2 separate regions of the Hordeum vulgare genome follow, and region 2 is linked to region 1. A link is a contact called in public Hi-C data. All regions are on one chromosome and are shown on one strand. The core of a region is the stretch at or near the end of the contact, and the rest is flanking DNA. Distances in the headings are between cores, read along the strand shown.

What was found. Hi-C and Micro-C count contacts between places; a contact is called where the count stands out from the background.
Region 2: a contact with region 1 is called in a Hi-C map of an unstated tissue, with 6 times the contacts expected there. The contact joins the promoter of LOC123401257 here to the promoter of LOC123401242 in region 1. A contact is called at or near these places in 2 of 6 Hi-C or Micro-C datasets (seedling and an unstated tissue).

The regions. Positions count from the first base shown.
Region 1 is chr6H:560,233,809-560,241,660 of MorexV3_pseudomolecules_assembly, forward strand. LOC123401242 (zinc finger CCCH domain-containing protein 19-like) reads left to right here and starts at 2,778. Exons shown (of 3, transcript XM_045094992.1): 1 at 2,778-2,996; 2 at 3,840-3,950; 3 at 4,270-6,361. The coding sequence starts at 2,871. The coding sequence ends at 5,976.
Region 2 is chr6H:560,480,177-560,488,028 of MorexV3_pseudomolecules_assembly, forward strand. LOC123401257 reads left to right here and starts at 5,206. Exons shown (of 2, transcript XM_045095005.1): 1 at 5,206-5,345; 2 at 5,853-7,473. The coding sequence starts at 5,875. The coding sequence ends at 7,020.

The DNA of each region.
Region 1 (7,852 bases), core at 1,528-4,027:
GCGATATGGACAGAGGTTGTTCGGTGATTCAACGGCCCTGATGTAATGTGTATTATGCTTGGGGTGCTTTGTATTTCCAGCCAACCTTTACAATAAAGATCTGTTTTCCACAATGAAAAAATACATATTTTGTGGTTATTTCGAGGAGTGACAGCAAGTTCATAATATTCAGAACATACATATATAATCTTTTTTTATGCATGATTGCTGCGATGTCGGCATGGTGCATGTAGAAATAGAAATAGAATCATGAGAATGATTAACAAGCTACCGCACATGATGATTATACATATGTACATATGTGTGGTGTAGAGTGAGCTTGATGCTAGCGTCCATGTGATATTTTTATAAAGAAAAAATATGTGTTCAACAGTGGCCTTCACGTGGTCCCTCAAACAAAGCTAGATGAAGCAAAAAAAAAAAAAAGAAGGAGCGCACCATGGTTGCATTTTTCTTCTATACATTATCCTACTCTCACTAGTGGGGACATGGCCTATAGTCCCGGCCCGTAAGGGGCTTTAGTCCCGGTTCACCAACCGGGACTAAAGGGGGCGGGACTAAAGGCCTAACCTTTAGTTCCGGCTCTGTTCCAAGCCGGGACTAAAGGTGCTCCACGTGGGCGCCTCGTAGCACCCCAGGGGCAGGCCCTTTAGTCCCGGTTCGTTACACGGACCGGGACTAAAGAGTTTCAGATTTTGTTTATTTTTGGGTTTTTTTGAATGAAATTATTTTTGGGTTTTAGGGTTTTAGGGTTTAGGTGTTCGGAAGATTAACGTGATGCCTCGTTTGGTGTTGTTAGGAAAGTATTGATTTGAAAGAAAAGAGACTATTTGTTTCCTAAAATAAATTGCATTAATTAGATAGATCAGTGAGATTGGATAAGTTAGGAAAGCTAGATCTGTGTTCTTTCGTATGTTAAGAAAGTATTGATTTGAAAGAAAAGAGACTATTTGTTTCCTAAAATAAATTGCATTAATTAGATAGACCAGTGAGATTGGATAAGTTAGGAAAGCTAGATCTGTATTCTTTTGTATGTTTGGAAAATATTAATTTAAAAGAAAAGAGGTTATTTGTTTTCTAAAACAAATTGCATTAATTAGAGAGACCAGTGGGATTGGATAAGTTAGGAAAGCTAGATCTGTGTTCTTTCATATGTTAGGAAAATGTTGATTTGAAAGAAAAAAATATCATTTGTTTTATAAAACAAATTGCATTAATTAGAGAGATCAGTGAGATTTGACAACTTAGAAAAGTGAGATATGTGTTCTTTCATATGTTAGGAAAGTGTTGATTTGAATGAAAAGAGTAGAGAGAAAAATAAACCAATAGAAAAGGAAACCAGCCGGAGGGAATGGTGGGAGGTGGGATGGAAAAAACCAAAAAAAAGGTCGAGTCGGCAAAATCTGGACCCTGTGCGAAACTAAAAATTGAGGCCCTATTTTACCAAAAAATAACGAGCAATTATAATGTATATGTATCTCATAGAAAAAATGTTATAATGTATATAATACAATGTCTTGGATAACAACTGAACATATAAAAAAGTCATACCTATTCGACTCCTGCTTGATATTTATTTGAACATCCACATTCATATCAATTGAAGATCATGTGTCAATGTTTGATAATTAGACGAACCATTTAACTCAGCTACTTTTGGGTCCTGTCCGATCACCTAATTAGACTGGAGTCGGTCACTGATAATCTAATAAGATGACGACGTCAACAAATCTGAAAATTAAGAAAGGAGGTAAGGAGGCGAGGAAGGAACGGCGGCAGGAACGAAGACACAACCGCATGAACCACGAGAAGAAAAGACGAGGACGAGGGACTAGGCGACGAGCCGACAAGAAGAGCGATGATCTAGTACCTATAGCCAACATCACGATCGAGATGGAAACCAGAAACAGCGGGCAGCGACGCAACACTCCTTTTTTACAATATCCGTGCTCTACTGATCCCGATCCGAAAACAACGGAGCCTTCGACCTTTTTCTTTGAGCGAAGCGACATCGACAACCACACAACTATCATCGCTCGACGGCTCGAGCCTCAATGGCCTTGTGCCTTTGACCCTCGTCGGCTCAGGAGCAGCGACCAGCGACCCACTGATCCAGTAATGCGCTATTTTTCTAATATTAAGCCTATCTAATTTTTTGTGCCCCTCCTCCTCCGAATTTTGGGCCCTATGCGAACCGCACAGTTTGCACCACTGTGGGTTCGCTTGGCCCTAAAAAACCCGCTTACGAAAAAAACTTGTGTATCAGGCTACCCAACTTCTTAATTAGGAGTAGAGATGATGCATTTTTAGGGGGTGACGTCACATGTAAAAGAAAGAAACGGCGTCCAGAGTGGCATTGCAATGGTGATGGGATGATTTTGTTTTTGTTTTGACCTTTTATGCTAACAACTTTCGAAATCGACCTTATACTTGAAATAAATAAATAAAACTGGTCTGTTTTGTTGAACCCAACATTCCTGACGTCTGGTTTGCATGAGAGACGGAAAGATTCATGGCGTGTGGTTGTTTTGCCACGTGAGCGAGTCAACGGGTCAGCTGATGGTGTAGGCCCGCTGAAATTTTAGGCATCACCATGGACACTAAAAATAATGTCAGATTTATTTGTTCTTTTGAAAAAAAGGTCGATTCCGGAATTTACTAGCCAAAAGATGAAAACAAAAAATTGTGGATGATGATGCCCAAAAGTGTTGATTCACATGAGATCCTGCCGTCCCGTCTCACAGACCAACAAAGTCAGTGAGCTCAGCTGCTGAGCTTCAGCTTGCCTTCAGCTGTGGTAAATAATAAATCAGGTCCAGGTCCTGCCTCAACCATTCCTCTGCTTCTTCCCTCGACTCGACCTCGCGGCGATGGATTCCGCCGCCGCCGCCGCCCAGTCCCAGGCGACGCACGCGCCGGCCGACGAGGAGGAGGCGCGCCGCCGCCGGGGCACCGACTGCATCTACTACCTCGCATCCCCGTTGACCTGCAACAAGGTACCTCCCGTCCACTCCTTCCTTCCTTCCTTCCCCTCCCATCCGCTCCGCTCAGCCCCCTCCACATCCATACATGGATACATGCATAATTCGCCTCGCCGCGCCGCCCTCCCTCCATCACCTCTCTCCCCGAGCTCGCTCGCGCGCCGCCAATTGGTTGGCTGGCGGTGGGCCGTTGGGTGCGGTCTCGATCTGGGCCGCAGGGCTCTCCTTATCCTACCCTATCCTATCATCCTCTTCCCGCCCGCCCCCCCTCCCTCCTCGCCGATTCGCCCGGCCTACGATTTGGATTTGGTTTTGCCCTTCCGCCCAGCTCGGTGCCGACGGTTTCAGCCGAGATCTGCTGCTTCAACACAAGCTGATGCAGTCACGCCCTTCAATTGCCGCCGCCACAAACTAGGGCTTCCTGGGCATCACTGCACGCTCTCTAAATCTTGCTTAATTTGTACCTAACCTAGTTTTCGCACTCAATACCTCTGTCTGAATCTTGCTTCCGTGGCTATTTCGGCCTCCGTTTATACCTGCATCTTGCTTAATTTCTCTATGCGTTACTCTAGTTATTACTTACTGCACACCGGTGCACCCGCAGAGGTCTACCATTGCTTCTCCATAAACTCTAGTTACTGCCATATAGTCTTCCAACTGTCACACCAACATACTCTCGGCTTGCCCAAATACCAACGCGGCCAACTATAATGCCTTGGTTTTTAACTTTGAGGAGCGTAAATAAATCTCGAGTTGGGTCACCATGATTGTTATCGCTGCGTATTTCAGCACAATGGTAAACCTAACCAGCATATGATTTGCACTGCTGACACGTTGTTGTTTTTTTACTTCGTCCAGGGGAGCGAGTGCGAGTACCGTCACAGCGACGCTGCCAGGGTGAATCCCAGGGACTGCTGGTATTGGTTCAACGGCAACTGCGCGAATGCTAAATGTTCATTCAGGCACCCGGTACGTACAGCCTCCTCTGTTCCATCTCTTCAGTCAGAGCTGCAGCACTTCTAGTCACTTTGTTTACTACCCCCTCCTTCCGGAATTACTTGTCATAGAAATGGATGTCTCTAGACATATTTTAGTGATAAGTAATTCCGGACGGAGGGAGTACTTCAGTTAAACAAATCAACGCTGTATGCTATGAAATGTTTGTATAATTTACTTTCTTCTGGCCGGCAACGGTTGCTCTGCACAAACACATAGTGACCATTTACCCGGATGCACGGGCAGCTACGACTAATAATTAACGAGCGAGTGTGCTTTCTTTTCATTTCAGCCGCTGGACGACATGCTCGGAGCACCGGCGACTCCGCGGGCACCTCAACAACCTGCGCCGCAGGTTCCTGTGCCTGCTAAAGCCGTTCCGCCCAATGGCACGGCCAAGCCAGTTGTCCCGTGTTACTACTTTCAGAAAGGCATGTGTGCAAAAGGAAACCTCTGCACATTCTCACACGGGCCGCAGTTTGCTGGAAACCCTGCTTTGCAGCTGAAGAACTCCAACTCATGGACGAAGGCGAACAATTCACCCCAGCAGAGTACCACTCCCGTCGTACATGGCGAGCTTAAAGCCGGTGCTCAGAATGGCAGACCAGCTCAGAAGCAAAATCCGACAAACAGGGCTTATCATTCGTCAGGAATTTACCAGAATCAGAATAATAACCCTTATGTGCTTTCGGGTGCGGCAAAGAGTTACCAGCCTCACCGATCGGTTGAAGCCGAGTCTGCTGAGAATGTTATGGAGACGGGTGAGTTTGTCAGGGAGCCTTCTGCTGGTTCCAGTGTGCTTGCCGGCAGTGCCGAGGACGACGCCGAACGGTCGATCAAGGAAGGCCACAATAGTAGTTACCGGCGTGCCAGCGGGGAGCAGAACAGTGGGGTGCGTAGGCAAGCACATGGTGGCTATGAACTAGAAAGGTCATCACACAGAAGCTCATCTGACAGGTTGGTCTCAGAGAGAAGGCTTACACAGAGAGACTCGATGCCTGTGACTGCAGAAAGTTCAGACTTGCGCCACAGGCTACTGAAGCAAAGAAGGCTGAATGATTCGAGATCGACGGAGGTCCCCGATAGGCGGGATAGAAGGTATCCTGAGGATGAACGCGACAGCCATCTCCGCCGTCGAGGAGAAGAACGAACTGCCCACGACAGCCTCTCACGCTCTCGGTTGCATGGTCGGATAAAACTTCCAGGGGAGACATCACTGGACAGACTTGGCCCACACCCACACCTAGAGAAAGAGAGAGGGCATAGAGACAGATTGTCTCCACCAAAGCAAACGGACCTTCGAGCAAAGCTTCACGATAGGCTAAAGGCTAGATCAAATGAGGATGTTCCTGGTAATCTGAAGAGTTCAGTGGTAAAAGCAATCAGCGGTGAGGATGCTGGAGTGGTGAACTTTTCTGGTCCAAAGAGCCTCGCAGAGTTGAGAGCAAAGAAGGTTGCTTACAGTTCAGGAGAAAACACCGTCAAGAATGCTGACCGCATTGCGCGACCGGCCCGTATGACGTCCGAGATAGTTGCCAAGGACTCACCAGACCCTGTTCCCTTCGACGGCCCGAAGCCATTGAGTGTCATCTTGAAGAGGAAAAGAGAGGCAGCTTCTGCCGATTCTGGCAGCATGCAGGAAGAACAGGTTGCAGGTCAGGTGGAACAGTCCCTGAACAATTCTGGAATCCTCGATACAAACACCGAGGATGTTGAAGAAGAAGAAGAGTTCCACCCAGAAGACGATGTGATGTACGACGACGATGGTCTGTCTCCTGCTGATGACAACACTGCAGAAGCTGCAGGCGATGCAGACAAAGAAGAGCTAGAGGAGGGGCAGCAGGAAGACCTAGAGACAGCAGCAGAAGAAGAATACGACTACGAGGCGGCTGACGACGCAAATGCCGAGGGTGAAAACGACTACCAGGAGTACGAAGACGACGATGATCTGGAGGACGACGATGATTTCGCGCGCAAGGTTGGCGTGCTGATCTCTTAGTGTGCTATAAGCAGGGTGTGCACACCCTCATAGATTGAAGCAAAGAGGAGGAGCTACTGGTTGGCTCCTCTGAAAAATCTTGATCCGTATTTTTTTCGCGCTAGATACTTTTTAGTTCGCCGCGCCGAAGACTTGGGCTAATAAAGTCTGGAGAAAGATGAAATTGGGGATAAAGTTAGGTCATGGGGAGTTGGGGGAGGGCCTGTTTTTCTGCCAGTGGAAGATGAGGCAGCTACCTGTTGTTGTATTCTAGTGTATGTGTGTGTGCGCTCAGTCCCTGCTTGTGTTGTTGTAACATTATTATTATTAACTGATGATGAACAAACAGATCACAGATTGTACCTCTATTTTGTATTCTTTAGTGCATAAGATGGTTACAGGCCAATTCAATTCTATATTTTTCTTATGGTATAGAACATACATCGCCTCCATTTGGCTGCAATATTTGTATTTCGATATGTTTTCTTTTAATATCTGGTCATTCTCAAGTTGGGGCTGTATGCAAATTAAGAGAACCATTTTAATCTGAACCAGATACCATATTTTTCTAGGAAACATGACACAACTGGTGCCTTTTCACCTGTGAAGGCCACTTAATCCAAGGATCGATATGATACATTGTGCATGACTTTCCACAGTTTATACAAACATCACACTGTCATAATAACATGACATGTTCCAAGGATCCGATCAGACTGAACCGAATCAATCACCGGTCACTCCAGCCACCGCTTGGTGCGGCGCGCTCTGATCTCACATGACTTGGACTGAACTGCACTGAAGAAACAGAGCATGCAGTTTCAGTATCTGAGGTGTACCTCAAACCTGGCTTCAGTCCTCACAGAGCAAAGATCAGCCATGGCATTGCACAAGGATACCCAAGTTTCTTTAGCGAAAAGAAGAGTGCTCAATGTATTCTCAATCGTCTTCAATATCATCAACTTGAGTCAATTATCAGCTCACAAATCATGGTACATTACAATGAGCAATTTTAACATGGTCCCTCTTACCCCCTCTTTTCACATTCTTTTAGAAAAGGAGGATGACCCTCGGCCTCTGCATCTGGAAGATGCATGCGGCCATTTTATTGAACCCCCTCTTTCCACATGGGAGGTAAGAAGGTAAGAGTTAATCAGACGCAACACTTAATGCAATTAATGGCTCAGATATGTCCAAGCATCGGCCATAAGTTTCATCAAGTTAATTATAAGCTCATAAGTCATGATGGAATCACAAATTAATTATCAGCTGTTCATGTCCACAGGCATATGAGCATGATATGATATGATATGATATTATTATCCACTATTTAATTCTGGAAATTGCTGCAGGCCATGATGCGTTTATAAAACAATGACATTATATATATATCTGTTTTGTGTACAAGCGCAAGACTCACATCCAAAGCTTTCTGACCTTCACGCTGGATCCAAACAATAGTGTGGCATTACAGGAGAGAAGCACATGCTCAAATCGACCATGCATCCACCAGAAAAGCTGTTTTTTAACACCGGGGGATATCATCCGCACCTGCATGGATTTCACCAAGGAACTTTGTTTATGACAATATTGAAAGTCTCCAATTACAAAAAAAAAAAAAACTACTAGTAATCTGAGTGAGAAACAAAATTCTGAAGAAAGTATGAGTGTGTCAAATAGTTTTAGGCACTGTAAGCCACTAGTATGGGCTGTGTCATCAATAGTGTTTGAATAGGTGAACTGCATACTGACAACTTGAAGGTTCTCATAGGAAGGATACTAGGGAATATAGATGAATCTTTTTGACACCACTGAACTGCATAATATTCTATCTACTTATTCTGAAATTTGTGAGAACTCTGTGCCATTACCCATTAACGGGCTTTTACCCCTACAA
Region 2 (7,852 bases), core at 3,956-6,455, 250 kb after region 1:
CGGTACAATTGTAAATTGTTTTAGTTTTGTGCGTAAATAATTCGGTTTAGCTAACATTTCATTAGTTGATGGGCTTATCTTAGAAACGTACTTTTCTGCATCCAAACCTTGCAAAATAAGGCCAAGAACTAATTCAACTAGACTCTGTAAACTAAATTATTGGTCTGAATAGATTATAAACACTATTTGACCAAATAATTGCACTGAACAGATTATGGCTGTAAAAACAAATGGGCTTGAACCATATAATTGGGTCGAAATGATTATGGCCATAAAAATAAATGGGCCAAAATATTAGGCGTGGCCCATGTAGAATTGATCAAGGAAACCATGCCATGCGAAATCACTAGTTAAAGAATACACCTTCCAACGATTACTCTCATCATCACAGGTTGTAACAAGTGGCACTCTCATCATCACACCTTTCACTTGTCGCAACTTGAGAGTTTTCTCTTTTTCGTAGATCCGTATTTTCAAAACGTTTTATCTTGTAAATCGTGCGTTCAAATCTCGAACCGTTTTCACCGTTGACTTTCTTGCGTCAAGATCTTCAAAACTAGATCCCATGTTGATAGGTTTTGACATACTTTTTTTTATGAAAAAACCGGAAGAAAAAAACCGGACGAAAGAACCGTGCCTCACGTGATAGAAAATAAAAACAGAAAACACGTTTTTTTTCCTTTCTGAGAGGCACGGGTCGTGCCTTTCACGGAAGCAAAACCGTGCCTCTCACGGGAAAAAAAGAGAGCAAAAAACGCATTTTTTCCCTTTTCGACAGAGGCACGGGCGTGCCTCTCGCAAAGGCAAAACCATGCCTTTCGCGGAAGCAAAACCGTGCCTCTCCCGAAAGCAAAAAAAAAACAGAAAACACGTTTTTTTCCTTTCGGGAGAGGCACGGGCGTGCCTCTCGCGAAGGCAAAACCGTGCCTTTCGCGGAAGCGAAACCGTGCCTCTCATAAAAAACGCGTTTTTTTCCTTTCCGAAAGGCACGGGTGTGCCTTTCGCAAATGCAAAACCGTGCCTTTCATGAAAGTAAAACCGTCCCTCTCGCAAAAAAAATGAAAACGCGTTTTTTTACTTTTCGAGAGGCACGGCTGTGCCTCTCGTGAAGGCAAAACCGTGCCTTTTGCTGAAGCAAAATCGTGCCTCTCGTAAAAAAACAGAAATTCGCGTAAAAAAACACGATTTTTTGTGAAAAATAATAAATTTTTTTGGTCCAAAAGTTACGAAAGACCGGTGAAAAACCATAACACTAATTTTTTTTTTAAAAACCACTCAAGAAAAGCGAAAACGCGTGCGGAAAAAAAATCCGAAGGAAATGCTCAGAGCGCGACACGTGGCAGCGGCTGAAAACGCGCCAAGTGGCGGCGCGCGGAAGCGATCGCTGAAAGGCTCGCGAGGGAGCGCTCCATAACTAGTTGCTCCCCCCATGCCATATCAGATTACATGTCACCACAAGCGACACCTCAGCATGTCATGTCAGATCCTATGTGGTTCACCTGTGCCACGTCATCTTGCCATGTAAGATCCTACGTGGTTTAGGCACATGGCCATGTCCAAAATTTTGGTCATACATTTAATGATCAAAACATTTTCATCGTAGATCTAATGACCAAAATATTATAAAGGTCAAGTTTCTTCATTCTTGACGGCCAACTGTTGACCTCCTAAATTTGGTCATAAAATGGTCATAAAACAATAACAGTGACTTTCCACTCACCAAAATGGGGTGTCATGATTGAACGAATTTCTTCTAGTGCTAGGCGTCCGCATAAGTCGATGGAACACCAAAATCGGCGTCGTTGCAACTAAAGCACCACCGCTGTGACAAATAGAAAACGAGCTCCCCGAGCATTGATCATAGAGGAAAAGGAAAACTCGTCCGCATGATCCCGTGAAGAAGTCGGAGGAGAAGTCGGAGGAGAACTTACCATCCGTAGTCGAAGCAACGAACAATGCAAACCTACGTGCCAATCCGATCTTGTACCGGGTTCTAGCATCTCACGCATCAACGGAGTTGTTGAGGAACGTTGCATGGGAAATAAAAAAGTTACTACGAACACCCAAGATCTATTTATGAAGATGTATATAAATGAGAGGGTGAGTGTGTCTACGTACCCTTGTAGATTGTTAAGCGAAAACGTATATAACATGGTTGATGTAGTCATACCTCTTCATGATCCAATCGCAATCCGTCCCGATCTAGCGCCGAACGATGACACCTCAGCATTCAAAACATGTGCAACTCGATGACGTCTCTGCCTCCTCAATTCGACAAGCAAGGGCGAAGTAGTAGATGGGATCTTCGGCAGCACGATGGCGTGGCGCCGATGTCGGTGGTGCTATCTCGGCTGGGCTTCATCAAGCACTACCGAAAGTGCGGTCGGAGAAGAAAACAGAGTAGGGAGAAAGAGGGAGGGTTGCGCCAAAGGCTTGGGTGCAGCCGCTCTCCCTCTCCCCCTCTATTTATTGGAGGAAGGGGTAGGTGGGCTGCTGACCTAGCCCTTCCTCCAAGGGAGGGCCGACGGCTGAGGGAGGAATCCACCTACCACATGGGAGGTGGGCACCTAGGAGAGACTCCTCCTCCAACGTACATCCACCACCTACCACCAGGGACATGGTCCTTTAGAGGAGGGGCACCCAGTCCAGGAGGGCTGGTGGGCCTCCCTCTTCAGCCCATGTGCGCCCTCAGGGTGGGTGGAGTCCCCGGCTGACCCCCAGAACACATTCCACACTTCTGGTACACTACCAGAAATACCCGACACTTTTCTTGAACCCGAATATGTCTTCCCATATATAATTTTTTAACTCCGAAGCTCCTCGCCCTGTCCCGGATCTCATCTGGGACTCCGGACAACATTCGGTCACCAATGTATATATCTCGATACTACTATGTCGTCATCGAACATTAAGCATGCAGACCCTACGAGTTCGAGAATCATATAGAATGACCGAGACACCTCTTCGGCCAACAGACATTAGGAGGACCTAGATGCCCATATTGGTTCCCACATATTCCACAAAGATCATTATCGGTCGAACCACGATGTCAAGGATTCACTCAATCCCGTAAGCAGGTCCATTTGTCCAGCGGTATGTTACTATACCGAGATTCGATCGTCGGTATCTCCATACCTAGTTCAATCTCGTTATCGAAAAGTTTTTTTGCTCGTTCCGTAATACATGATCACGTAACTAACCCATTATTCACATTGCTTGCAAGCTTTATTATGATGTTGTATTACCTAGAGGGTCCAGAGACACCTCTCCGTCATACGGAGTGACAAATTCGAGCCTCGATTCACGTCAACCCAATAGGCACCCTTGAAGATACCTGTAATGCACCTTTATAATCACCTGTAGAGCCCCTCGGCATGCTGGGTATGATGGTCCATGCGTGGGAAGCATCGAAATTTCCTTTTTTCTCACAAGCAATGAAGGGAAGAAGATGACACGAGAGGAAAGGGTCAAATCTAACGACTATATACAAGGGAATCGGGTGGCTGCACCGTGACCAAACCAAATTTGGACCGGTCGACCGACGCCTAGCACTACCCTAAAGTTAAACGTTGTATATTAGATCTATATACCAAGTTTTTGCTTGATGGGATCTGAGTTGTTGGCTATCTGAACCCGCAAGTGTCGTTCGTCAACTTCAGTATTGGAGAAGACAGGCTGCTTCAGCTTCAATAGTGGTGCCGACACCTCTCTCCTACTCCCTCTCCCGGCATGCTGATGGTTCCATTGAGTGCTACAAGGCACAGTTGTTGGCCAAAGGGTTTAAACAACGGTATGGTCTTGATTATGAGGATACTTTCAGCCCAGTTGTTAAACCTGCCACTATTCATCTGATTCTGTCCTTGGCTGTTGCCGAGGGGTGGTCTCTGTGCCAGCTTGATGTTCAGAATGCTTTTGTTCATGGGGTCTTGGAGGAAAAAGTTTAGATGCGGCAACCTCCAGGTTTTGTTGATCCAGCTCATCCACATGATTTGTGTCGTCTTGCTAAGGAGCTTTATGGGCTCAAGCAGGCTGTGCATGGCATGGTCGACTGGGTGCGGTTCTTTGACACCTTGGGTTTACTCTGTCCACTGCTGACATGTCTCTGTTCCTGTTTCATCGTCCTGAGGTGACTATGTACCTGCTGGTTTATGTTGATGACATTATTCTTATCAGCTCGTTCGTGTCTGTTGCGGATCGTCTACTATCTGCTCTTGGTTGTCACTTTGCTGTCAAGGATCTGGGGGCTCTCCATGACTTTCTTGGCTTGGAGGTTTCACGGTCTTCTGCTAGCCCGACTCTCACTCAGCAGAAGTACTCTTTGGACCTGCTACGCCATGCAGGTATGTTGCATTGCAAGCATGCTACCACCCCTATGTCTGCAACAGATCGGTTATCTGCCTTGGATGGTGACTTGCTCCCTTCAGATGATGCTACTGAGTATCGAAGTGTTGTTGGAGCTTTGCAGTACTTGACCATTACACGGCCTGACATCTCCTATGCGGTTAACCGCGTGTGCCAGTATCTTCATGCTCCTCGGACTTCACACTGGTCAGCTATGAAGCGTATCTTGCATTATCTCTCTCATACCGTCTCCTATGGCTTGCATATTCGGTTTACCTCTTCGTCTGCCCTCTCGGCCTTCTCTGATGTTGATTGGGTTGGGAACCCGGATGACCGATGATCAACGGGGGGCTATGCTGTGTTTTATGGGGATAACTTGATCGCTTGGAGTACGCGCAAGCAGGCCACAATATCTCGGTGTAGCACTGAAGGAGAGTACAAGGCGGTTGCCAATGCCACGACTGAGCTCATTTGGCTACAGTCTCTCTTGAGAGGGTTAGGTATCTCTCAACAGCAGCCACCCGTTCTTTGATGCGACATATCTTTCATGTAATTCAGTTTTTCATGCTCGTACCAAGCACGTTGAAGTTGACTATCACTTTGTAAGGAAACGCGTTGCACGAAAGCTTCTTCATATTAAGTTCATCTCTTCAAAGGATCAACCTGCTCACATCTTCACAAAGCCGCTTTCACAACAGCAATCTTAACTTGCTTTGTATTTCAGGACATAGTTAAGATTGAGGGAGGATGTTATACTAAAGTTAAAGGTTGTATATATTAGATCTATGTACCAAGTTTTTGGTTGATGGGATCTGAGCCGTCGGTTATCTGAACCCGCAAGTGTCCTTCTTCAGCTTCAGGATTGGAGAAGACACCTCTCTCCCTCTCCCTCTCCCGGCCAAGAAGAGGAGCAGATCCCGGCGAGGCGCCGCCGCCGGAGAAGACGGCCGCAACAGCCGGCGACCGCATCGGCGTCGCCGTCCCATTCCCCGTCCGTCCACAAGGTACGACATCCCCTCCCCCGCCGGTGGACCAAACCCTAGCTATCTTGGTCAGTCCGTCCCTTATTTCTCATCTCCGTGAATCGATTTGGAACGACCAAACCCTAGCTATTTTGGGTCAGTCCGTCCCTTATTTCTCATCTCCGTGAATCGATTTGGAACGGTGGTTGTGGCAATCCTGGATGGATGAATTGGCTCGGATTCAGTCCATGTTTGGCAAACTGAAACTGAAAGAAATGGCCTGATTATCTTAAGCTGCAAGAAATAAGAATGCATCTGAACAACATTTCAACGCATCCTGGCTAGGGATCTGCACTTGTCGCTTTTATTCTAGCATCCGTTGACTGATTATCTTATTATTATGTTCCGAATGAATGTACACCTGATCTTCACAAATAAACAAAATCGTTGCTACTCCATATATTTACCTTACCAATAGAATATCATCTGCTTATCCATGGTTCTATTTAATATGCCTGCCTTGATTTTTTTTTTCTTTGCTGCTTGCAGAGATTGGCATCAGCAGCACATCATGCAGAGCCCCAACAAACGGTCTGCTGTCTCTCTCCCTTGCCCCCCTGCCTTTTCCGGACCCCAAGGCTGGGCTGACCTCCCGGACGGCTTGCTTCACTCCATTGTTGCTCGGCTTGCATCCTTCCGAGACATTCTTGGCTTTGCTGCAACATGCCCCTCCTGGCGCGCTGCCTTCTCCTCGTACCCATCCAAAACTATGCTCCGCACAAAATTGCCACCTCTCCTCGTCCAGCCCCATGCTCGTGTACAAGGTCCTCTTCTTCCTGCTACCAATGGTTGCCATCAGCTTTACACATGTGTGGTTATCGATCCAGCCAACCCAAACACCTCCCTTCGCTGCCAGATTCCTGTAGACACCATAGAAAACAAGATGGCATTGATTGGCTCCTCCTATGGTAATGTCATCTACTTCTCCTACGGATGTTGTTACATCTTTGATGTGTTCACCGGTGCCGAGGTTTCGACTCCAAGTCTCCCATGCGGTGCCAAATGCTGGTCATCCATGTTGAAGGGCACTCTAACAGCCCCCCTTGCATCACCCAACTCACATCTCCTTGTCAGTGCCAAGTCCTCCCTGTTTGTTTTGCCTGTTGGAAATGACTCTTGGTCCGAACTCCAGGCTCCTTATCAGCATCCAACAGACCATTTTGTGGAATTCGATGGTCAGTTCATTGTCTTGGATAGCGTTGGGAGATCCTACGCTCTGCAGCTGGCCCCTCAGCTTGGTCTGCAGGAGATAAAAACCAAGCCTGAGGATGGAAGGCCGACGCGAGGAAGGCTGGTGGTTTGTGGTGACATGCTTTTCATGCTCGGCTTAACCAGGCTCCACCGCCTCGACATGTCAACCGAGCCCGCGACGTGGATAGCCGTGGAGAAGCTGGACAATTGGGCACTCTTTGTGGCGGCGGGAGTGATGAGCACGCTGCATTCTTGCATGAGCCCGGGACTATGGGGAGGGAGGAGCAGCATCATGTACGATGCTGGTGCATATCGACCTTGGGCTCTCTATGGGTTGCATGGCGTGCTGGATCCCGTGCAGGATGAACCGCCCAGGGAACCTGGCGTAGAGCACATTCCACCGAAGATGTCATTTTGGCAGTTCTGGCTGTATCCAAGCATGTTCTACTCATCAGATGGCCAATGAATCATCCGTGCCTGCCACTGCCAGCCAACTAAACTAAGTAGAGCTTGCCGCCGCACCAGCTTCATCTGAAATTTCCCTTGGAGATGCAGACAGCAAGCAGAGATTGATCTTCCACTGAGTGTACTTGACCACTTGTGCTTTTTCCTGTGATGGAAGTGGCATCTTCCACCGAGTGTACTTGACCATTTATGCTTTTCTTGTGGTGGCGTTACTGATGTGAGCTTACTAAAATTACCAACTTGTGTTGTTGGTCTCAGTTTTTACCTGTGCTCTCTCTCCCTGTTTCATCAATCTTCCACCAAGGTTTGTGTACTTGGTCATTTGTGCTATTTCTGTCATGTTGAGCGTCTCCCCTGTTTCGGTGAGCGAAAAGCAAGAGAATGTTTGTGCTGCCCTGTCTTGCTCGTCATTGTTTGCTAGCTTTATAAAATGAGTTTGTTGATGTCCCCTTAATCTGAATACCCAAATATATGTTTGGTGGCTTTTCATCAAGGCCTGGTAACTTTAATTGTTACCATTTAGATGCTTGTCCACCGTTGATCTATCAAACTCGTGCTGGGACGAATTGGAGCCGTTGGTTATCTGAATCCTGGACCCAGAGTGTCGTTTTCCAGACCAGACTGCACTCTGCTTCAGCTTCAGTAGTGGACTCGCTGGTGGTCACACCTGGAAGCAGAGCAAAGCCTGGCGATAGAGCAGATCCTCTCCGTTCCCGGCGAGGCGGCGGCGACACAGGTGGAGAAGAAGACGTCCGCGACAGCCGGCGATTGCATCGGCATCACCTGAGTCTCCTTCCTCACCTCACCCCACCCGTGAGGCTCGCTCTCCCTCC